2 separate regions of the Drosophila melanogaster genome follow, and region 1 is linked to region 2. A link is a contact called in public Hi-C data. All regions are on one chromosome and are shown on one strand. The core of a region is the stretch at or near the end of the contact, and the rest is flanking DNA. Distances in the headings are between cores, read along the strand shown. Region 1 holds the start of CG3631. Region 2 holds the start of CG14857.

Region 1 (5,471 bases), core at 1,215-3,714, 78 kb after region 2:
ATTGTTGAAATTTAAATGAATCCTTCGGGAGCCCAAAGGACATTTTGTCATCGTCCAACGTCGCCGTTAAAGCGCTGCAAAATGCCAAACAAATTAAATTGTAATTAATCATTAGGAAACACCATCCACAAACCACCACCCGCGCCGCCTTCGGCCAGCACGTGCTGAACGACCTATGACAACGTTGCACGGCAGTAAAATGTCTGCCAATTAATTACAAAACGCATGAGGGGCCAGATAAGAGCGACAGCCATTAAGGAAAGCGCCATCCAGCGGAGACAAACAAAAAGAGCTGTGATAAAAAAACATGAATTGGGGCACATGGGCAATTAACACGACGCGGTGTGTAACTTTCCCATCTGTGCTGGTATGTGAATTAATTGATTTTCTTTTTTTTTTAACAGCCTCTTGTGTTCGCTTCGGGTTAACAAAGTAGGAAGGTATAAGTGCAGATACAAATTTAAATTATGTTTGCACAGATTTCGCGGTATTTTAACGATTCTCAGGGATACTTTCATATGCATACACTCTTTCCTTACTGGAAAAATTTATTACACACTCAAATATTTATTCACTCCCAAGGATTCTGTCCAATATCCTTGTACTTATGTATGTCCAAATAAATTTCCAATTTCAGCTAAATATTTTGAAAGCTCATTACGCGCACACACGTCAAGGGGAAAACCCCCTTCTTTTGGCCGAAATTGATTCCTTGGCGTTCGCCGTCAGCTTTGGGAAACATTCTGTGTAATTGTCATACTCGTTAGCGACATCTGACCCAATTACGAAGAACTGTGTACTTCCATTGGCTTTTCACAATTTTCGCCCTAATTGAATTGTCTAGTTTTGTTTATTTGTTCGTTTTCATTTGGCTGTGAGTGGGGATTCCTAATTGATATTAATTAGAAATGAGCCGATATTAATAGGTTTAGTTCTTATCAACTATACACATTTCTGCTACAAATCGTAATATTATAGCACTAATATTGATCAAATGGATATTTGAATATGAAAGTGGATTAAAAATTCTTGAATTGGCATTTTCTTTGCAACTTATGCATTTTGCCGCTCACCAGATTCAGAAATTGGCTTATTTCAATATGTATTACACAACCCACGCGAACTGGCAAACAAACAAACAAACCAACGAGCAAACCCACAAAACAATGAAGACAAGCAAGCAGATCATTTTCTGGCACTTGCGTACTCACTACATGCACTGAAAAAAATCTCCTGGTCAATGCTTAAAAACAAATGAGAAGTTAGTAGTTTCGGCAAGAGGGTTATCAATATAGATTGTTCCATAAGTATTTGCTTAATATCATTTAATATCCGAAATCATTGGAAAACGAAACCATTTCAGGAAATTTTTTCAAATCAAATCGTCTGAATTCGCTTGTTACATAATTTAGAAAACTCAATAGCTTTATTTCTGCGAGTGATGCGACTGCTGGCTAAATTTAACTGTAGTCGTTATGTGTCGAGGGTGTTGCGTTCTGGCCGCCAACTGCCTTTGGATTTCCCAGGCCAGCAACAAATGTGGCGGCGGATGCTGTCGGCATTTGAATTTTCGGGGGCCCAAAGTGTGCAGAAAAGTGGTGGGGAGGGGGGCTTGGGGTTTGGTGGATAAGGAACCCCCCTTACACGTTCGTGCGTTTTGTTACTGGCTGTACACTCCCGACACCATTATTTCTTTCATTTACTCGATTTTCGTGCTTTTCATCCTTTATTGTTGTTTGCTCGAGTGCCGTTATCATTTGTCGGTTTATTTTGCGCCATATGTGGCCTGGGATAACTCTCCTCGATTTTCCCCATTGCCAGCTTTTCCAGCTTTCCCTGCTTTCACTCCTTTCGGCCTCCTTTTTCCCTTTCATTCGGGCTGAGAAGTGGGCGCAGTTTATGCGCTCTGCTCCAATGGGAGGCCGCAGGCAAGGTAAACTCCCAGGCTATCCCATCGATGGAACAAAATAACTAAGCTAACTTCACATACCTCTGCACTCTTGAAAATTGTTGAAAAGATTATAATTTATAAGAAACTAATAAAGTCTTCGTCTTGCCCAATCAATTTCATTAAATCGATGCCAACAGTTAATTTCCTTACTGTTCAGCATTATATATTTCATTTCTTAATAACAAATATACTAAACTTGTTAGTTTTTCGTGATCGAATATTTCTTGCAGTGTACACGCTTGGGCTCATCTGTGCAATTTGGAATTGTGTGGGTTTTTATAATAACTCAAACGTGTGTGAGCATTTGACCTTTAGCCTGCGTTCCTTTTGTGGGTTGGCTTAGTTTTTTGATTAACTTTTAGCCACCTGAGAGGATTAGCCCAAAAATAAGGCGAAATCACACGAATATATAATGTAAATTGAATTTGGCGGTTATGCATGACGTTGCCAGATCGTTTCACGCAGGCCAACGAGGGCTGCAACAGCTGAAGTCAGCTGCTTTTTGTTTACATCACGATTTCCCTTTTGTTGTCATTTTCCTGCGCCGGTGAAAAACGCACGTTTTTCCCATTTTCACCGACATAAACAAAAGCTATTTATACACGATCTGCCAAATCGGAGAGGCAACCTAAGTGCGACAACAGAATTCTTTGTCTTCCGAATCCGAATGCGTGCAGTGCGGTCTTCGTTCATGTGGATGTTGGCCAAAAATAAGACGGCGACCAATTAAAGCAGCAGCAGAAGAGGAAGACCACGATTTATTGGGCAATTGTGGCCAAGAATCCCAATGGGGCAACTGCACGCTTGTAAACAAACGGTTAAGTCAGATAGAAAGCTATTTGTGCCAGGAACACTTCACACATATCTCGTATCTTGCACATCTTCTAGATGATTGCTTGCAATCGGATGCCATCTGAATGCATAGAAGGATCAATGGGATAACCACTTAGGAGAACGACATTATCAAACCATCATGATTTATGCCATCATTTAGAAGTTATCAACTGATCGGCGCGGTTATTATCTAAATTGAATGAATCACACGGAAATACTAAGATACACGAATTGCCAAGAATTCGAGTGGGGTCAACAGTACATAGGTGTGTTAACAACCGGATCTGATTAACTTGTTGCGGTGGGTGAGCAAAATAGACTAGAACCCGGAACAGGACTCGTTTTCTCTACTGCTGACAATTTAATTAATGCTTACACGTTTTCAGAGGCGGCCACAATTAATTTGCACAACAATGGACTGATGCGAACAGTTGTTAGCCGATGTCTGCCAAAAAAAAAAATAGGTACAGCAAAAGGAAGGGCAGCCGCAGCAAGAACAACAATCGCCAGAGCAGCAGCAACAATTGCAAGAAGTGCAGCAAGTATTGCAAGTGCAACACCAACAACTGCAACAATTGCCAGAGGAACAGCAGCGACAGCAGCAACAACAGCAGCAGCATGCCACTGTGCCAGCCCGGCCATATCAACATTTCGGCTAGAATTGTGCAAATTGCCAGTGCGGCTATCGCTGCGTATACGTAATATTAAAAATAGGCTAACGCCCGCCCAGGCTGCAGGATGAACAAGCGCAGCGTCATCATCGCGGGAATCGTGGCCAGCCTGTTGGGCTTGGCGCTCGGTGCCAACTTCTACTTTATGTACTACCTCAGCGCCGAGGAGGGTCATCTGGCCAGCGTCCGGGCGCTGGAGAACATGATACGGCACAAGATGCGCCACCTAAAACCCAACTACCTCAATCGCAATCCCCGCTTCTTCATGTTCCGCAACAAGCTGCTTAAGAACTACAAGGCGGCGCCGTACGAGAACGCCAGTGTCCTCTGGGACATTGCGAACTGGGTAAGTCGATGGATCTTAGTGGGTCTGCCAGAATTGCTATGCTCGTGATTTATGTTTGGCTGCTTATGCAAACAAAATAAGGAAATGAATTTTTAATAGGGGAAAACATTCTATATTATAATATGCATCTAAGTATATTCACTAAGCATTCGGTGACTTTCAGTGGCCGCACGAAAACGAGGTCTATCCCTTATACGACTCATCGATGGGACAGCTTTTAGAAACACTGCGCCGCGAACCTATCACCCGGGTGAGCAACCTGGGTCGGGGCACGCAACTGAAGCTCCTCGTCCGCCTTTCCCACCAGCAGAAGGTGATCTTTAAGCCGCAATGGTATCCGCGGGAAGAGGTCATCGATGGCATGATATACAGTGGCAAGGATCGCCACACGGCGGAAGTATATGCCTTCTATCTGGGCGCCGTGCTCGACTTTCGATGGACGCCCATAGTGGTGGGTCGAGTGGTGAACCTGAAGAAGGAGATATATGCCAAAGGCGATCCGGAACTCCAGCAAACCATAAACATCGAAACGGACGAGGATGGCAGGGAGAAGTACTGCCTGTTCGGGAAGTGTCACTACTGCAACGAGGAGGAGACTGTTTGTGGCGATGAGCGGCACAACATTGAAGGTGTGCTCATATATATTGTTCCGGGTACGTTGGCTAAGCGGCGATCACCGTGGCAACGCACCTACAAGGATGACAAGCGGGCGCCCTGGGAGGACGATATGACCTATTGCAAGTGAGTTCCACACTTCAACTTCACTCTATAAACTTCTAAATCAAAAATATTATTTTTCAGATCGTTGAAAAATAAAATGGAGACCATCCGCCTGCTGGACCTTATAGATGCGTCTATTTTCGACTACCTAATCCAAAATGGAGATCGGCATCACTACGAGACGCGGGAAGAGCGCGTGGTGCTTATAGACAATGGAAAAGCCTTCGGAAACCCGAACAAGGATCACTTGGACATATTGGCGCCACTCTACCAATGCTGCCTGTAAGTCTTCGACCAATTTCCAAATACCTATAACTATTTACGTTTATACCTTACAGTCTGCGAAAGTCCACGTGGGATCGCCTGCAAGTCTTTTCCGGCGGCGTACTCACGGAAATCATCGATCGACTATCCAAGCAGGATGCTCTCTATCCCCTGATTACGGATAAGCATAAAAAAGGAGTGGAGCGACGACTTCTGGTGGTCTATGCTGTTGTGGAGCACTGCATGGACATCGAGGGCGACAAAATGTTCAAAACTCTGTAGTTTCAGCTCAAGATTGGGGCTAATGGCCAGCACTAGAGCTTTAGGAACTCACTTTCCACATCCTACTTAAGCTAAAGTTAGATAGAGAAATTATCGTATTATTTTAGTCCATGTTTTACTTCTGTATTTCTTCCAAATATTTAAATGCCCGAAACAGGTTTTTTCCTATTTTAAATTAAGTTCTTTTGTCCTTTCTTGTATTGGTTTGAATGCTAGAAAAGTTTTCGAAAAATTGAGATGCCATCCAATTAGGAATTAAATCATACAAAATTCGTTGTGACGAAATAAGTTTGAAATTTAAACCTATTACCATGACATTTCCCACGTCCCAATTATTATTTGGTTTTCCCATATTTTTTCAATGACCATCTCTTAAAACTGTTCTTAAATATTGAACTACAAA
Region 2 (5,664 bases), core at 2,185-4,684:
GGAGGGAAGGCAGTAAATCAGAGGTGGAAATGGGTCCCACGATTGTTGAGGAGGACACTCTGATTAATAAGCCGGTTTAGCAGTAAGTGCTGTTGTTATATATGAAATAGAAGTAATAAAAAGTAAATCGTTGATTAATTTGCATAGCAGCTTAAAATTCTTAGCTACGAAATGCCCCGCACTTTGCATAACCCGATATGCAGTCAAAAATTATAGACATTGTATTTAAATGTATTTCTCAGCTCTAAATTGGTATTGAAATGCTCTGAATAGCCACATGACATTGTTAGCTGGGTGTAAAGTCTTTAGCATCAACAAAACTGTCTGCATAAATAAACAGCAACATAGTTGTATATTTTGAATAGAAGACTGCCGATTACAGCGATGATATGGGAGCAACAAAGACGCTTATCAACCCCAATAATTAAATCACAACATATAAGTTATGATCGAATCGAGCAGTTCAGTTCGCTCACTTGAATCCGGAGACTTATCAGCTGCGGAGAGGAAACACCAAGAGTCGATTCGACTATTTAACTCCAATATTAGTTTACCGCAGCCGCTTTCACAAGGCGCTCTTAACTATTCAACTATTCGATGGAGGCGTTCGCCGAGCAGAGCGGACCAACAGCGCTAGCTACTGCCAGTGGCAGTACGTGCGTGGCAGCGGAGGAGAGCGGACCGCCGAACACAGATACTTTGACGGCACCCACGTAGCGGTGCATCTGCGGACATGGCCATGGACTTTGACGAGATACTGGTCAAATGCGGCGACTCCCATCGCTACCAGTACATGCTATTGGCTCTCTACGGACTATTGATGTTCATTGTTTCCCGGCACTACTTCGCCCAAAACGTTATTGGATTTGTGCCCGATCATTGGTGCTATCACGAACAGCTGGAGAATCGTAGCTATGCCGAAATAGCTGCGATATACGCCCCATTCAAGAGGCCTTCGTGCACGCGACTGGCATCGATCAACATGGATGGGAGCAATGCCACGGCCAGCAGTGAGCCCTGCAATCGATGGATTTACCACTATGACCATGGATTCATAAGCATGAACGCTGATGTAAGTCCCTGCTCGGGCGCCACTTAAGTTCATTGCATCTAAGAGTAAGCTCTATTGTTTACAGCTGAATTGGGTTTGTGATGATGCGTACAAGGCTCGAGTGGGTCAGTCCCTGTTCTTTGTGGGCTCCATGTGTGGCACCCTGTTGTTTGGTCTACTTGGCGATCGAATCGGACGCATCAAGGCTGTAGTTTTGGCCAATTGCTGTGGCTTCCTGGGCGACTCGGCTACCATTTTTGCAGAGACCCTGTTGACTTTCTCGGCCAGCCGATTTGTATCTGGACTGGCTGCAGAGGCAAACTCCTACCTCATGTTTATTTTGGGTATGTTATCGTTTAACTTATCTATATAGTCTTAACTTTCCTCCCAAATATAACAGTCTTGGAGTACGTGTCTCCGACGATGCGAAGTGTGGGCTTGAACTTGACAATGTGTGTTTTTTACGGCCTGGGAATGATATGTGCATCTTGGCAGGGCGTCTGGTTGGGTAGTTGGCGTTCCTTCATGGTCTGGACCGCCCTGCCCCAGCTGTTGGTCACCGGGTTCTACTTTCTGATTCAGGAGAGCGCACAGTGGCTGGTCACGCGCCAAGACTTCGATGGAGCTGAGTTGAGGCTACGCCGTGTGGCCAAGTTCAATCGGCGCGATGTCAGCGAGGCGGACTATGAGCTATTCCGTCAGCATTGCAAGACGAAGGAGTCGGAGGCCAGAAGCCAGATGTCCATGCAGAAGCAGGCACGTCTCATTGACTCATTCAAGCTGCCACGCCTGCGTCTCCGCCTGATCTATGTAACGGTTGTCTTGTGAGTAAATTAAGAAATTTATATTTTATAAATATGATTTATGTATATAATTATTCTAGCTCGATAGTGACGCTTTGTTACAACACAATGTCTCGCAATGTGGAAGGTCTGAGCATATCACCGTTCGTCATGTTCAGCCTTTTCGCCCTGACCTTGCCACCATCAGGCATCTTCCAGACCCAGGTCCAGAAGCACTTCGGCCGCAAGTTCACCTCGGTGGTCAGCATGACAGCAACTGGATTGATGACTGCGACCACAGGCATTCTCTTGGCTTTCTGGACGCAGCATAGCGCCACGGTGATGGTGTGCCTTCTGCTGATGTGCCGGTTCGGGATCTCCGTGACTACGGGATCCACCATGCAGATATCGACTGAGCTAATGCCCACCTGTGTGAGATCCAGTGGTTTGGCGGTAATTCATGTCACCGCAGCAGCATTGTCCTTCATTTCGCCATTTATACTCCATTTGGACACATATTTCCGGGCAGCATCCTCGATCATTACCTGCATTCTACTCCTAGTTAGCGCCTGGATTTGCCTGCTCCTGTCGGAGACGAGAAACAAAAAGCTGCCTTTAACATTAGCGGAGGGCGAGGAGTTTGGCAAGGGCGAGCGGATGTTCGACTTTATGAGAAGCTTTAAAAAGGCAGATCAACACGATCTCAGTGCTGACACCATAGAAAAACTAATGGGGGATAAGCGTACTTACTAAGTAAGTGCTTAATATATATAAGGAAGGATTGTAGCTGCCTATTGCATTTAATTGTGTTCATAATAATTTATTTTGAGCAACGTGTTTGTGAGCTTTATAATCAAGCTAACGAAAGTGTTGCTATTCAAATTCATATGCTGAATATTTATAGTCTATTTATCTGTACTTGCAGACTATTATAAGCATATATATGACTAGTGTTTAAAGTACAAGATAATATAGCTGACAATAAGAAAGCCAAGATGACTGTCTAATAATTATTGTTGTCGGTGGTTTGGATAAGAACGATTTAGTCATAATATAGTTTTGCTTATCTTGTGGATAATAAAATATACGTATGTATGCAAAAGAATGGAACAACCCGCATTTAAACATAATTATAATTGGGCTTAAAAAGCCCTGAATTGTATAGATCTATAAAATACAGACAGGGTATATGGTTTTTATGCTGGCGAATATGTTCTGCCCTTCCAGCATTATCTAAATGCACTACTGAACTCATGTGTATTACTACACTTGGGGAAAATCGGCGATTCGTTTTTTTGGTTTTATTAAGAGTCCACTGAACTTGTTGTTCTGTGGTCGCGCCGTGTGTTTATCTAGTCCAGAGTAGGCTTTCCTCCTCGTGAGACGCCGGCGTTTGTTTAGATTGGAGTGAATGAGTGAATTCACTTAAATAATAAAGCGTCCGCGTTTGAGCAGCCCGCCATATAGACGATAGGCTGCCTCAAAACAATCTTATCGCTGTTGGACGTAGACTCAATGTGCGAATCCGGCCACCTAGCACTCTTTACCCGCGTCTCGTTTGGAATCGGAACGTTTTCGCCTCGGCACGGATTGGCGGGGTTTAGTCTTAATAGAATCTCAGCGAGAGCACGTCATGGATTTCGACCAGATCTTGGAGAAGTGCGGCAGTGCGGGTCGCTATCAGTACCTGATGATACTGCTGCTCGGCTACATAGCCTTCACGACCACCGTGCACTATTACTCGCAGAACATAATTGGGTTTGTGCCCCAGCACTGGTGTTATCATGAGGCACTCGAGAATCGTAGTTTTGAGGAGATCGCCGCCATCTATGCCCCATTTGGCAAGGAGGCCTCCTGCACGCGATTGGATAAGATCGAGGGCGACAGGGTAACGGTGAGTAATGAGACGTGCCAGCGTTGGATATACAACTATGACTTTGGATTTAGGAGCATGAATGCAGAGGTGAGTGTATTCAGATATGCCAAAGATTTTCCAAATTAAAGTAATATCTTCTATTGATCAGCTGAACTGGGTGTGTAATGATGCATACAAGGCACGGATCGGACAATCTCTATTCTTCCTGGGCTCCCTGATGGGCACCTTCACCTTTGGCGTCCTGGGTGACAGGATCGGCAGAGTGAGAGCCGTGATCCTGGCCAATCAATGTGGATTCGTAGGCGACTTTCTTACCACCTACGCCTCCAACTTAGTGCAGTTCGCCATTTTTCGATGCATTTCTGGGCTCGCGGCTACAGCAAATTATTATCTGATGTTTATTCTGGGTAAGCACTGCGAGATATCGCTGAGAATAAGTAAAAAATCTGTTACATATATACATACATACAACAGTGCCTACTCCTTATTACTTCCTGAATTTCCAACAATAGCATTAGATTAGGCTTACCAGATGATACCAAAAAATACTTAATAACTATAGACTATAAGTTATCTTATATATCATAAAAATACATTTGGAAGGCATTCTATTTGTTCAGGTTTTTTCGTAGGTTAACATTGCTTTTAAAGATTTCTTTTTAAGCTAAAAATAATTTGTCACAAATTAATGCCCTTTCTATTGTAGTTCTGGAATACTTGGCGCCCAAACTAAGGAATATGGCCATTAGTGGAACCCTGGGCATTTGCTTTTGTCTAGGAGCTCTGGTGGCCCCCTGGCTTTCCGTACTGGCTGGCAACTGGCGGATCTACCTGACCTGCTCGGCTTTGCTCCAGTTGGTGGTGGCTTTGTTCTACTTTGTGGTCCAGGAGAGCGCTCAGTGGCTAATCACACGGACCAATGTGGAGGGGGCCATTGCCAGACTGAAGCACATTGCCCACTTCAATGGCATGGAGGTGAAAGCAGCTGACTTTGAAGCCTTCAGGAGGAACTGCATCGTCAAGAGGAAGCTTTCAAACCAACCGGAACAAACGGCAGGAATTTTCGATTTATTGCGGACTCCTAATCTGAGGAAAGTATCGCTGCTGGTGGTTTTCACTTTGTAAGTGAGGTTTGTAATTAATAATTTTGTCTATTTAATATTTGGTATTTCCATATTTGTCTTCATAGTATGCTGACTTCGCTGAGCTTCAATACCATCTCTAGAAATGTGGAGGGCATGGGACTTTCACCTTTTGTGGTCTTCTCGCTCTTTGCGGTGGTCGTTCCCCCGTCTGGATTTATTCAGGGCCTACTGCAGAGCCGAGTTGGCCGCAAAGCCACTGCATTTCTGGCCATGCTCTGCACCGGACTCCTGTCCTGCGCTTTGGGCGTGGCCCTCTCCACGGAGGGCGCTCAAAAGAACGTGACCTTGCTGCTGGCCTTCGCCCTGCCCATGCGGCTGGGCATCTCTATGTGCTACACGGTCACCTCGCAGTTTGCCTCCGAGCTGCTGCCCACTTGTGTGCGCTCGCGCGGAATTGCTGCAGTGCATCTGGCTGCTGCGGGTGCTTCCTTTGTGTCCCCCTACCTCATTCATTTGGGCACTAAGTTGGCGGCCGCTCCGTCCCTCATCCTGGCGCTGCTCCTGCTTACCGCATCCGGATGCACTCTCATGCTGCCGGAAACGAACAATAGGTAAGGGTCATGGTATTTGAAATGATGGAAGGAGGCGTGTTGAAATGTGTTTTCCTTTTCATTCTCTACAGACAACTGCCCATCACATTGGCTGATGGCGAGGCATTTGGAAAGGGCGAATCCATGCTATCCTTTGATTGTTGGCGTCGCCACGATGACGATGTATCCAAGGAAGCCACCGAAGAAGTGAGGCTGCACCAGCTCAATGGACAAACAAAATCCGAAACGGAAGCGGAAGTGTAGAGTGAAGCCCATTCAA

The links. A called contact is a pair of places that touch in the nucleus more often than the background predicts.
Region 1: a Hi-C map of the Kc167 cell line shows a contact between it and region 2, with 2.5 times the contacts expected there. A contact is called at or near these places in 10 of 107 Hi-C or Micro-C datasets (the Clone 8 cell line, the D17-c3 cell line, the Kc167 cell line and 5 more).

Annotation. Positions count from the first base shown.
Region 1 is chr3R:14,876,993-14,882,463 of dm6, forward strand. It overlaps CG3631, which reads left to right and starts at 2,465. Exons shown (of 5, transcript NM_206490.3): 1 at 2,465-3,051; 2 at 3,172-3,802; 3 at 3,966-4,543; 4 at 4,604-4,804; 5 at 4,861-5,471. The coding sequence starts at 3,524. The coding sequence ends at 5,068.
Region 2 is chr3R:14,798,339-14,804,002 of dm6, forward strand. It overlaps CG14857, which reads left to right and starts at 3,435. Exons shown (of 5, transcript NM_142135.4): 1 at 3,435-3,796; 2 at 3,858-4,116; 3 at 4,416-4,830; 4 at 4,899-5,405; 5 at 5,477-5,664. The coding sequence starts at 3,467. The coding sequence ends at 5,648. It overlaps CG14856, which reads left to right and starts at 648. Exons shown (of 4, transcript NM_142134.2): 1 at 648-1,072; 2 at 1,137-1,395; 3 at 1,452-1,875; 4 at 1,935-2,825. The coding sequence starts at 734. The coding sequence ends at 2,586. CG14855 reads left to right here. Exons shown (of 4, transcript NM_142133.4): 4 at 1-136. The coding sequence ends at 80.